Linked DNA regions of Gossypium hirsutum: all the other regions are linked to region 1. A link is a contact called in public Hi-C data. All regions are on one chromosome and are shown on one strand. The core of a region is the stretch at or near the end of the contact, and the rest is flanking DNA. Distances in the headings are between cores, read along the strand shown. Region 1 holds the start of LOC107951802 (NADP-dependent malic enzyme). Region 2 holds the start of LOC107951918 (probable dolichyl pyrophosphate Glc1Man9GlcNAc2 alpha-1,3-glucosyltransferase). Region 3 has its middle 86 kb from the start of LOC107952367.

Region 1 (3,225 bases), core at 231-2,730:
ATTAATAACATTGTTTTAGTGACATGAGTAAAATTACATAACTAAAACAATTACCTTAAATGAATATAATTTTATTTTTTTAAAAAATTATCTTCTTTTTGGTGTATGCCTCAATCATTTGTCTGTAGACAACGAGGGTTTCAGACTTCCCAATCCTCAAACAAGTACACCATCTGAAAAGAAAGCAAACTTGCTAGATAACATTTTCATAAAATATAATTCTTAATCGAATTTTTAAAAATTTCAATTACTTATTTACAAGTGAGAAAACATATTATTGGTGACACAATAATGCTAGAAATAACATCTTTTACAATGCTCAGGACTATGGCAATATCAGACACCTGCCTATATCTTATGTATTGTGCTTTGTCGCCTGACAAAGCTTGAGGTACAACGTTGCTAATATTGTTGAACCCCAACTATACGAATGAGCAGTTTGGAAATTAGCCAATAGAGGCAAGTACATTAGGTGGACTTTATTATTATTTGTGTTTGGCATGAGTGCCCCCTATCAACTCTATCATATATGCTCGAGCAACGCACATCTTCTCCCACTCAGAGGCACTACTCGATAAGGTTTTGATATTTTGTTTTAACCAGGAAAATCTCAAACTGGTAAACTTAGCACCACCATCACCCGTCGATCGTCCAAACAATTGATAGCAATGCGACGCAGGTTCGATCACTTTACTTGAACCTGTGACTGCAACTACCGTCCAATGGAAGCTCGAGTTGCAATGCAACATCTTCTAAGGTGATGGTGCACTCCTTACATGGCAAATGAAAATGTGTGGGTCTTCGGACGTCATCACTTAAATAAAGCGAATATTAAGTCAACCCTCAACTCAAACATTCTAATCAATGTCATTATTCCAAATCCCGATGCATCTTTTCCTTTTTTTTATCAACTTTTCTTCACTGATTTTTTTAAAAAAAATTCAAAACAATGTCACCTGTGTGTCAGACAAAATCAATAAAAAATATTTTCTTTTTCATATTTTTTATCTACTATATATACCTATGAAAATACATTATTTTAAAAATACATACTAATTCCGTCACTACGTCAGGCAACAAAAAAATATTACTTTTTAAAAACGAATGATTACAACATGATTGAGCATAAAGTAAGGGTAATTTTGCTTGTTTGTCCGACAACACCAAAATACAAGATAACAAACACCTTATTTTTATAATTAATTTGTTTCCCACTATATTTTTGTATTTAATTAAATTTTTAGTATTATTTAAAAGAAAAAAACCCAGCAAACCAAATATGGAATTTCCCACCAACCACGACAGACACAACCGCAAAAACCAAACTCAGATCATACACACAAACCCTTTCCTTTTATTCCAACTTAAAAAGCTTAGCAAGTGGGGTCCACAATTTATTAGGTTCATTCCACTTGTGAGGCAAGATGATGGTGGTACTTTCGTAATAAATGGGCAAAATGAGCTACCCACATGTCATCTGCAGACTAACGGAGGTAGAGAGGGAAAAACAAAAGTGGACACGTTTTCCTGGCATTTCTTCCTTTTCTCGCTGTTCCCTTCCATCTCTTTTTATCTCTCCCTTTTCACATATTAATATATAAACAATACAACAAAAGCTATATATTTATATTATTATATACTAAATATACACACATATCCAGCAGGGTCTCCTTTCTTTCTTTGCTCATTCAAGGACCGAGAGAGAGAGAGAGAGAGAGAGAGAGAGAGATCCAAAGGCTGCTCAAGCAAAGCTCAAGCCTTGGTCTTTCCGCATTTTCTGTCACCATGATCTCCTTGCATAGAAGCTGTTTTCTGGTAATTTCAAATCAACCCATTGTTACTCTCACTATTTCTTGACTACCCATTTCCTAGAATTTAATTCTAAATCGAAACTAAGAGATTTCCCTTCTTTCTCCCCTTTTTTTCTTTTTGGTATTTCAAGGTCCTTTTTATACCATTAAAGATCTCAAAGGTCTGCTTTTTTTTTCATTTTAATATTGTTACTGTCTGTTTTGAAACAGAACAACAGCGGCATTTCTGGGTCCTCAAGCCTTTTCTCTTACAAGTTGAATAAGCTGCCGCCAGCTTCGGTCAAAGCGACGGCTTTAGGTCCCAACAGCGATACAAACGCTAGCGTTCTAATTGAGAACAAGGCATTCAAAGAAATAACACAAGATGGCACTTCTGCTGCTGCTAACGTGGACATCAATCTCACCGTTGCCGGCGGTGATCGTGAAGTCTACTATGACGACGCCGCCACAGAGGATCAGCTTGTCACCCCTTGGTCTGTCTCTGTTGCTAGGTAAGATTCTATTATTTTTCCTTTCATAATAGCTATTTTCATTTTCTTCCTTATGAGCTTAATAGGTTTGCTTGCTATGTCATGATGGTTTGACATTTTTATACTTGTTTGTGAGATCTAATATCGTTGTTTTTGTGTGGTTTGTTGGACCCACTAAACTAAGCCCCTTTTTTAGTGCTGGATCTTATTTTATTGTATGGTTTATATTATAATAGTTTGTGTTTATTTATGATTTTCTTTTTGGTGCTTATGTGGTGGAATCTATGACTGTGTTTTATCTTCAATGCTAGATCTTTGCTTTGTTGCTGAAATTTTGTAATTGAGGAATTAGAAAGAAAAGAAACGAAACTTTTTAGTGCAAATTCAGAGATCTTCCTTGTCTGAGTAAAATAAATATATAGTTTTAGTGATCAATTCTTTGGGAGCTTTTATATTGTTTTCTTCTTCTTCTGTCACCACCTTTGTCTTTGTATTAGTTGTTTGGGATGAATGGAGTTTCTCTAATGCTAGAACATATGACATGTTTAATCATTAGTGCCCTAGTCTAACTCTTCATCATCTGCTGCAGTGGGTATTCTTTGTTGCGAGATCCTCACCACAACAAAGGCCTTGCCTTCACCGAGAAAGAGAGAGATGCTCACTACTTGCGTGGTCTTCTTCCCCCAACCGTTATTTCTCAAGACCTACAGGTTTTCTACCCTGCTTCTACATCATACCTTTGTTTGAGTTGTTAAGATTAGATTTTGTCGATTTGTGCAGTATTCTAATGAATGTTTTATCACCATTTACCAGGTGAAGAAAATGATGTATAGTATCCGAAAGTATAAAGTTCCTTTGCAGAAATACATGGCCATGATGGATTTGCAGGTTCCTTTTTCAGTCTATTTTGATTTTGCCTCTTAAGTTGTATGTCTTTTGGACAT
Region 2 (3,225 bases), core at 223-2,722, 300 kb before region 1:
CTTAATCTAGCTAATTTATCCACTAAAAGACTGGTGACAGAGACTGCATGCCCAAGATGTGAAGGGATTGCTGAGAATGTTGACCACCTGGTACATGACTGTCCTGTTACAAGAGAGGTCTGGATAAGTTTAAATCTCGAATGGATATTAACAAGAATCAACATGAACTATTGGGAATGGCTTACCTAGGTATTCAAAAACTATACTGGGTCGCAGTGTCGCTTATTTTGCTACTCATTGTGGGCGATTTGAACTGATAGAAATAAGGGGTTATTTAAGGGGAAGAGAAGTATGGGCTGTGATACTGATGCATGGGTTTCAAGATATGCAAGGAAATTGACGAGTGTGAGAATAGTAAACTGACTAAAGAAATCGTACCTGTTGAATAGTGTCCCCCGAATGGGTCCGACATTAAAGTAAATTTTGATGCAGCCTTTGATGAGGCACACTATGGCAATCGTGTGAATATTCCTAAGTATCTGATGTAATTCTAGATGGTTCAACGGGTAAGTAAAGGTAGTTGGCAAGGCATGTGTTTAAATGGATGATTGCTCATAAACTTATGAAAGGTAAATTTGGATGAATGCAAATGAATTGAAGGAAACTATATGATTATGTGATGAATGTTATGTTCATGAAGATTCATTTGTGAAATGGTTGATTTTATATATGCATTATACATGAGCCTACTAATTTGTGAGTTTGGTGATGCTTATAGGATTGTATTAAGCTTATGAGTATGGTAAAGATGTTATGCGTATTTTATAAATTGAGCTTAAGAATGGTAAGTTATGTTTGAGTTTATATGAGCTTACTAAGCACTAGTTGCTTACGTAGTTATTTTCCTTTGTTTCGTATATTATAAGAAGCTCAATCAGTTGGAAGTTTATCGAAGATCTATTACACTATCCAGCAACCACTTCAGTAGTTTTTGAGTTGTTTTGGCCAAGGTTATAAATGGCATGTACAAGACCTTTTTATAATGAATGTCTTTGAATATGTTAGTGAACAATTTGGTATAAATATGTATTTGGAGTATGTATTTTGTACGTTAGACTTATAATGCTTAGGCAAGTTTAAGTCTTTTGGTCACTTTTAAGTCCTTGTAATATATGGTCCTTTTGGTATGTTTATAGTGAAATGTGAATGGTTAAATTGGTGTCTTTATGTAGTTATATAGAACAGGTTTTGTGTTTGAAATGTGGCATTATAGCCTTGTTTTGATTGAAGTTGTTTTGGTATAAATGTCGTGCATTTGAATAGCATATTGGTTAGGTGGAATAGGTTGATTGAATTGGTATGTTTATATGTGTTTGAAAGATGTTTAGGTCTTTTGAATGTACGCACAAATGGAGTGGTTGATTGAGTATGTTTCGGTCTTGAAATGGCTTGATTATAGGGTCAAATTATAGAGCACGTGGCTTGGGACACCTTGTGTATCAAGTCAATGAATTATACAATCTAGCACATAGTCTATAATACGGTCGTGTGAACTAACTGAGTGAATCAGCGTTGAAGCGAAACCAAAGCTATTCTTTCTCTAATCTGAATCTCTTCAATCAGCAACTGAACAAGAAAACTTACAATTAACTAGTGCTGCTACTAGTCTACTACCTAGGTACTTAATTTGTTCGTTAATAATATGAATTAATCTATCAAACCCTAGAAATTCTAACTCCTCACCGTCTTTGTTAATCGTTTAGAACAGCATTATAGGCAGCTCATAGTCAGCCACGATGCCGTAGTGCTAGGAACTGCTCTCAACGAACGCATCCTCAGCTCTCTTCTTTCTGTTCATCGACTCAAGGTCTTCTTTTTTTCTTTTTCTTCCCATTTACCTGCTGCTATAATATATTTCCTATATTCTTTTCTTTGTTTTTCTTTTAAGTAATTGATTTCTGATCCTAGGTCTTGATGGGTACATCTTAGATTTGTGTACGGATCTGCTGGATATCGTTGCCATTGATTAAGGCAAACACCACGTCTATGCCTATCTTTCTTTTTCTCTCCGCCCCCCCCCCTTCTTCTGCACCATTCCTTATCGAGGTGCCTCTGATTAAGGCATGGATCTGTTACATTTTAACGAGGTTGCTGCAAATAGGATCTGTTTCCCCTAAAATTTTCAATCCTCCTGTAAACAGTAACTGCAACGATGCAATTATACTGAAATAAATCAGTTTAATCTAATCAAGGGATGCCAACTACTGACATCCACCTTTCAAATGTGAAAAATTCTCGTGATCCTGTTTGTATAGTTGATCATAGAAACTCGAATTTTGACTATTCTTTTTTTGAGTAAAATCTCTTTATCGTCTAACCACCCCCAATTGCTTGCACTATGTAACTCTTGAAAATGTTTGTGCTAAGGTAAAGTGAGTCTTCTAGATAAGCTTGGTTTTCCTAAATGCTTTACTTGAGAAAGGAAATGCAACTTGTTTATTCTATAACGTTGATTTCAAAGTAGAAAGTGTCTTTTGTTTCGCTCTTTTTGGAAAATTACAAAATGGTGCTAGATATTTATTATATTACTTTTGTTGTTTGTTCATTTCATTTGGTGTTGTTCATCATGCATTTAGTTTCTGCATATGCATAGGAACGAGTAATATGGAGGAGAGCCTACATCACTCAACCTGATTCAGGTTCCATTTTCTGCATGGTTCAAAGGCCCAGCTAATCTATTGATTTGTTTTCCTTTTTCTATTTATTGATTAATGCCTTTAAATTATTTGTTGGCAGCTCTGGAAGGCAAAGTTGGTGTAACATCTGAAGGTGAAACTGCCAGGTGTAAGAAAGTTGTTTGGGACCCTTCCCACTTGTGAAAGAAGGAATACTGTACTACTTTTTCTTTACCTTAGCATTTTCTCAATTGGAAGCAATATAACTCATGATCTTATGGAGTTTTTCTCCTTCTTTCATTTTAAAGAATGCTGAAGAAACAACTCTTTCTCAACAGGTTCACTTGCAGATTATCCTGCCACAAAAGCAGTTGGGTCATAAATCAGACATGTAAGTTCACTTTGGAATTTTTCTTAATAGGAAGCTTTATTGAAGTAAGATATAAGGGGCTCTCAATGATTACCATATATTAATTTTGGGATTTGATTAAATAGATCTATATCTGGTACCTTTCTTGTTCCTGGTATCCTTTATTATGGGATAAAGTCCTTCCTACATATTCTTGGAACAGCTAAAGAGAACGTTTGATTCTATTCTTCATTGATTTCA
Region 3 (3,225 bases), core at 336-2,835, 260 kb after region 1:
CTCTGAAAACATGATATAGTTATTATATTTAAATATCTAATATTTTACGAGAAAAAAATGTTAATCTAAATATCAAAATGCAAGATTTATTTGATTTGGAGAAAATCTTCCTACGTTTAAACCAAACAATACAATCTTGAGGATAATTAGTGACCCAGTTATAAAAAAAAAAAAGTAGGACAATTCATCTCAAATAAACCCGACTTGACGCATAGATCATTCTCGCCTTCCAAGTTGCAAAATTACTATTATTCAAAAAATTAATCTAAGAATTCATGATTGTCGGGGAGGCAGGAAAATAACATTATATCTCACAAACTAGTTATGAAAACAAAATTTAATAGGATACCAGACATATATATTTATTATTATATCAAATTCTCCAATATCAACACCAAACACAACTTAAAGAGAACAGTAAATGCAGGGCGTTGGTCTCTTCAACCACTAAAATTTTATCCATCGCAAACTCTTCATATTTATTTTACTATAAATATTTAGATTCCTAATTATCTCTCTAAATTAGATTGTCTTCAAAACTTAAACTTACACTTCCTTTAAAAATATAATATAATATATTTTACTAGTAGAAAAATATTTTAAAAACTTTTTAAGTAATGATTTAGCAGAGGGGAAATTGAGGGCCCCCATATCATATGCATCATTGCATGTGCTTTTAGCTGGAAAATTATTTTCCAGTGCCGTGACCTAAGATTTTGGGTATGGACTTTTTGTTTATTTATGGAATTATGAAACCGAACCCCAGGATTAGTTGAACAAAGATAATAAATTTGGGTAAGGTGGTCGGCGTAGTAAGTAAAAGATGAAATATATATATATAAAATCATGAATTATCCAGACTGGATTTGGGTTGTTAAAGAAAATGGTGAGCAGGATTAATTCATATCCAAATTTAAGACAATAACAGTATGATATCTGCTCCAGAACCCCCTCCCCTCCCCCCCCCCCAAAAAAAAAAAAAACCTTGGATCCTGTCTTAACCCTTTCCTTTTCTTTATTGCATGAGAAGCCGAGTACAGAATAGTGACCCTTACAGCTTTACATTTGAAATTATATGAGTAAGATACCATATGATTAATTTAGGGTTCACACATAAGAGATGTCAAAAAGTGCAATCAATATTTTAAAATGAATGTTACATTGGATTCGAGCGTATTATTTTAATTAGTAAGTTTATTAAAGTATTTCTAAAATCAAGCTCACATAATCATCTAAATAAAATATATATATATATACATATATATAAAAAGATGTTAGAGATGATAAAATTTGAATCATTTGATAAATTTCAAATCAATCTGTATCAAATAGAATAATTTTTTTAATTAAATTAAAATAGAACGAGACAAAATAAAAATTAATCGCATCAAACATCTATTTAGGTAATTATTATTTTTAATATTTTACATTCATAACAAAACAAAGTGAATGATGGAACAAAATATACCAACTTTAAGCAATAATAAATCTAACAATATCTATTTTTACTCTGATTAATTGCCATCGTACCGAGCAAACTTAAATAAATAAGTCCATTTTTTGTTTGGAGGGCGGGCTCCAACGAAATAGATTTATATTGGGCCCGAAAATAGGGGCCTTTTTTAGTCCATAGGGTTTTGATTGAAGCAGGCCTTGTCATCTTCTAAAACCAAGCACACGTTACAAATTCATAAATAAAGTTTTAGACTCTACAAAATAAAGTTAAGAGGTTGATAAACATCTTATAAAAATATAATAAAATATTAAAAATTATATATATATATATTTAAAAAAGACATGTAATAATTTTTTAAACCTATTTTTATAATAAACATTTTTTTACTAACAATATATCAAATATTAACCTTAAAAATTATATATATAATATCCAAACTACAATATAAAAACTAAATCTGCAATACAAATACTAATACCATTTTAAACCTATAAGACGCCAAAAACATATAAAAAGATAGCAAGAGAAGTGAAAACAAAACACCTCTAAATTTTGCATCTACATCCCAACCTTTGACTCAGTATATTCAGAGGTAAGCAATTATCACCACATATGCAATATCAAGGCATAGTGGTAAGATAATAAAAATGTAATCTTTAAAATGTTTATACTAAGCATGATTTATATAAAATCTAGTTAATAGAATAATGTTTATTATTTACGTCAAGACTAAAAATTTAAAACTCAAAAAGTATAAAGACTTAGAATGAGTTAATTAAAAAATATTGACTATATAACAACCCGATACAGTGGTGTTAAAAAGTATGATTTTAGGTTTCATTTTAATAAACCGAGTCTATAGATAATTAATAAAAATATTTACGGAGTTATGCTATAAATGAATTGAATCGAGGATAAGTAATTTAGTTTATATGAATATTTAATCTAGTCCAAAGATTAAATTGTAAATTTATATCACTATAAATTTTAATTTGAAAATAATTAAAGGGATTAAAATTGCTAATAGCCCAAAAATTTTAGATGGGAATAAAAATTCCAAATTTGGGGCTAAAAAAATGTTGATATTATATGTTATAATTTATTATTTATTATAAAATAAAGTTAAATTAGTTTAAGTGGAAGGAGAGAGAAGATGTCTTCTCCATTCTTCCACGCAAGAAGAAAAAAAAGAAGAAAATAAACAAAAATAGATTTGGTTAGGTTTCAAACTTTAATCCACAAATTGGTAAGTGTAATTTATTATTGTTATTATAAATTTAATGTTTTTGAGATCGGAGAATCATAATTTAACTAATTTATGTATCAATTTATAAAATCGTTAAAGTTTTAGAAAGTTACCATTAATGGTTTTTCTATTTTTTTATGTTAAATTGATAGATTTTTAGTGTATACATGAAAAATGACTAGATTTTTGAAGTTAGATGTTAGATTTTTCACTTGAGAAAATAAAGTGGATATCAAGTAGAGTAGTTATCAGTTTTTTTTTAGAAATCGATAATAGATAGTCTAAAATAGAAGGAAATGAAGTCAGATTATAAATCGACGCCTAAAATAGAGAGTTATGCTTGTTTCGATTTTAAGAATTTAAATTGAATGAAATGTAAAGTTTGTTTAAGATAATAATTGACTGTGAATTCGGTGAATTATTGATGGTGTTATTTGTTTATGTTAATTCATAGCTATTGACAATCCGGTTTCTTTAAAAGCGAAGGAAAAAGCTAAAGTCACCGTCGAGTAGTTTGAAATTC

The links. Hi-C and Micro-C count contacts between places; a contact is called where the count stands out from the background.
Region 2: a Hi-C map of leaf shows a contact between it and region 1, with 1.9 times the contacts expected there. The contact joins the promoter of LOC107951918 here to the promoter of LOC107951802 in region 1. A contact is called at or near these places in 4 of 34 Hi-C or Micro-C datasets (callus and leaf).
Region 3: a Hi-C map of leaf shows a contact between it and region 1, with 2.1 times the contacts expected there. The contact joins the enhancer-like site here to the promoter of LOC107951802 in region 1. A contact is called at or near these places in 2 of 34 Hi-C or Micro-C datasets (both in leaf).

Annotation. Positions count from the first base shown.
Region 1 is chrA02:83,597,668-83,600,892 of Gossypium_hirsutum_v2.1, reverse strand. LOC107951802 (NADP-dependent malic enzyme) reads left to right here and starts at 1,480. Exons shown (of 20, transcript XM_016886948.2): 1 at 1,480-1,815; 2 at 2,022-2,302; 3 at 2,871-2,991; 4 at 3,095-3,169. The coding sequence starts at 1,786.
Region 2 is chrA02:83,901,236-83,904,460 of Gossypium_hirsutum_v2.1, reverse strand. LOC107951918 (probable dolichyl pyrophosphate Glc1Man9GlcNAc2 alpha-1,3-glucosyltransferase) reads left to right here and starts at 1,472. Exons shown (of 9, transcript XM_041085018.1): 1 at 1,472-1,618; 2 at 1,704-1,807; 3 at 1,909-1,971; 4 at 2,737-2,832; 5 at 2,954-3,006.
Region 3 is chrA02:83,335,116-83,338,340 of Gossypium_hirsutum_v2.1, reverse strand. No RefSeq gene overlaps it. Among protein-coding and RNA genes, the nearest start is that of LOC107952367, 86 kb to the right of the region's middle. Within about 2 kb of position 1,585, at least 1 of the 9 cell types and tissues checked has an H3K27ac peak or open chromatin away from gene starts, as enhancers often do. A contact at or near this core is called in leaf, where this site is marked.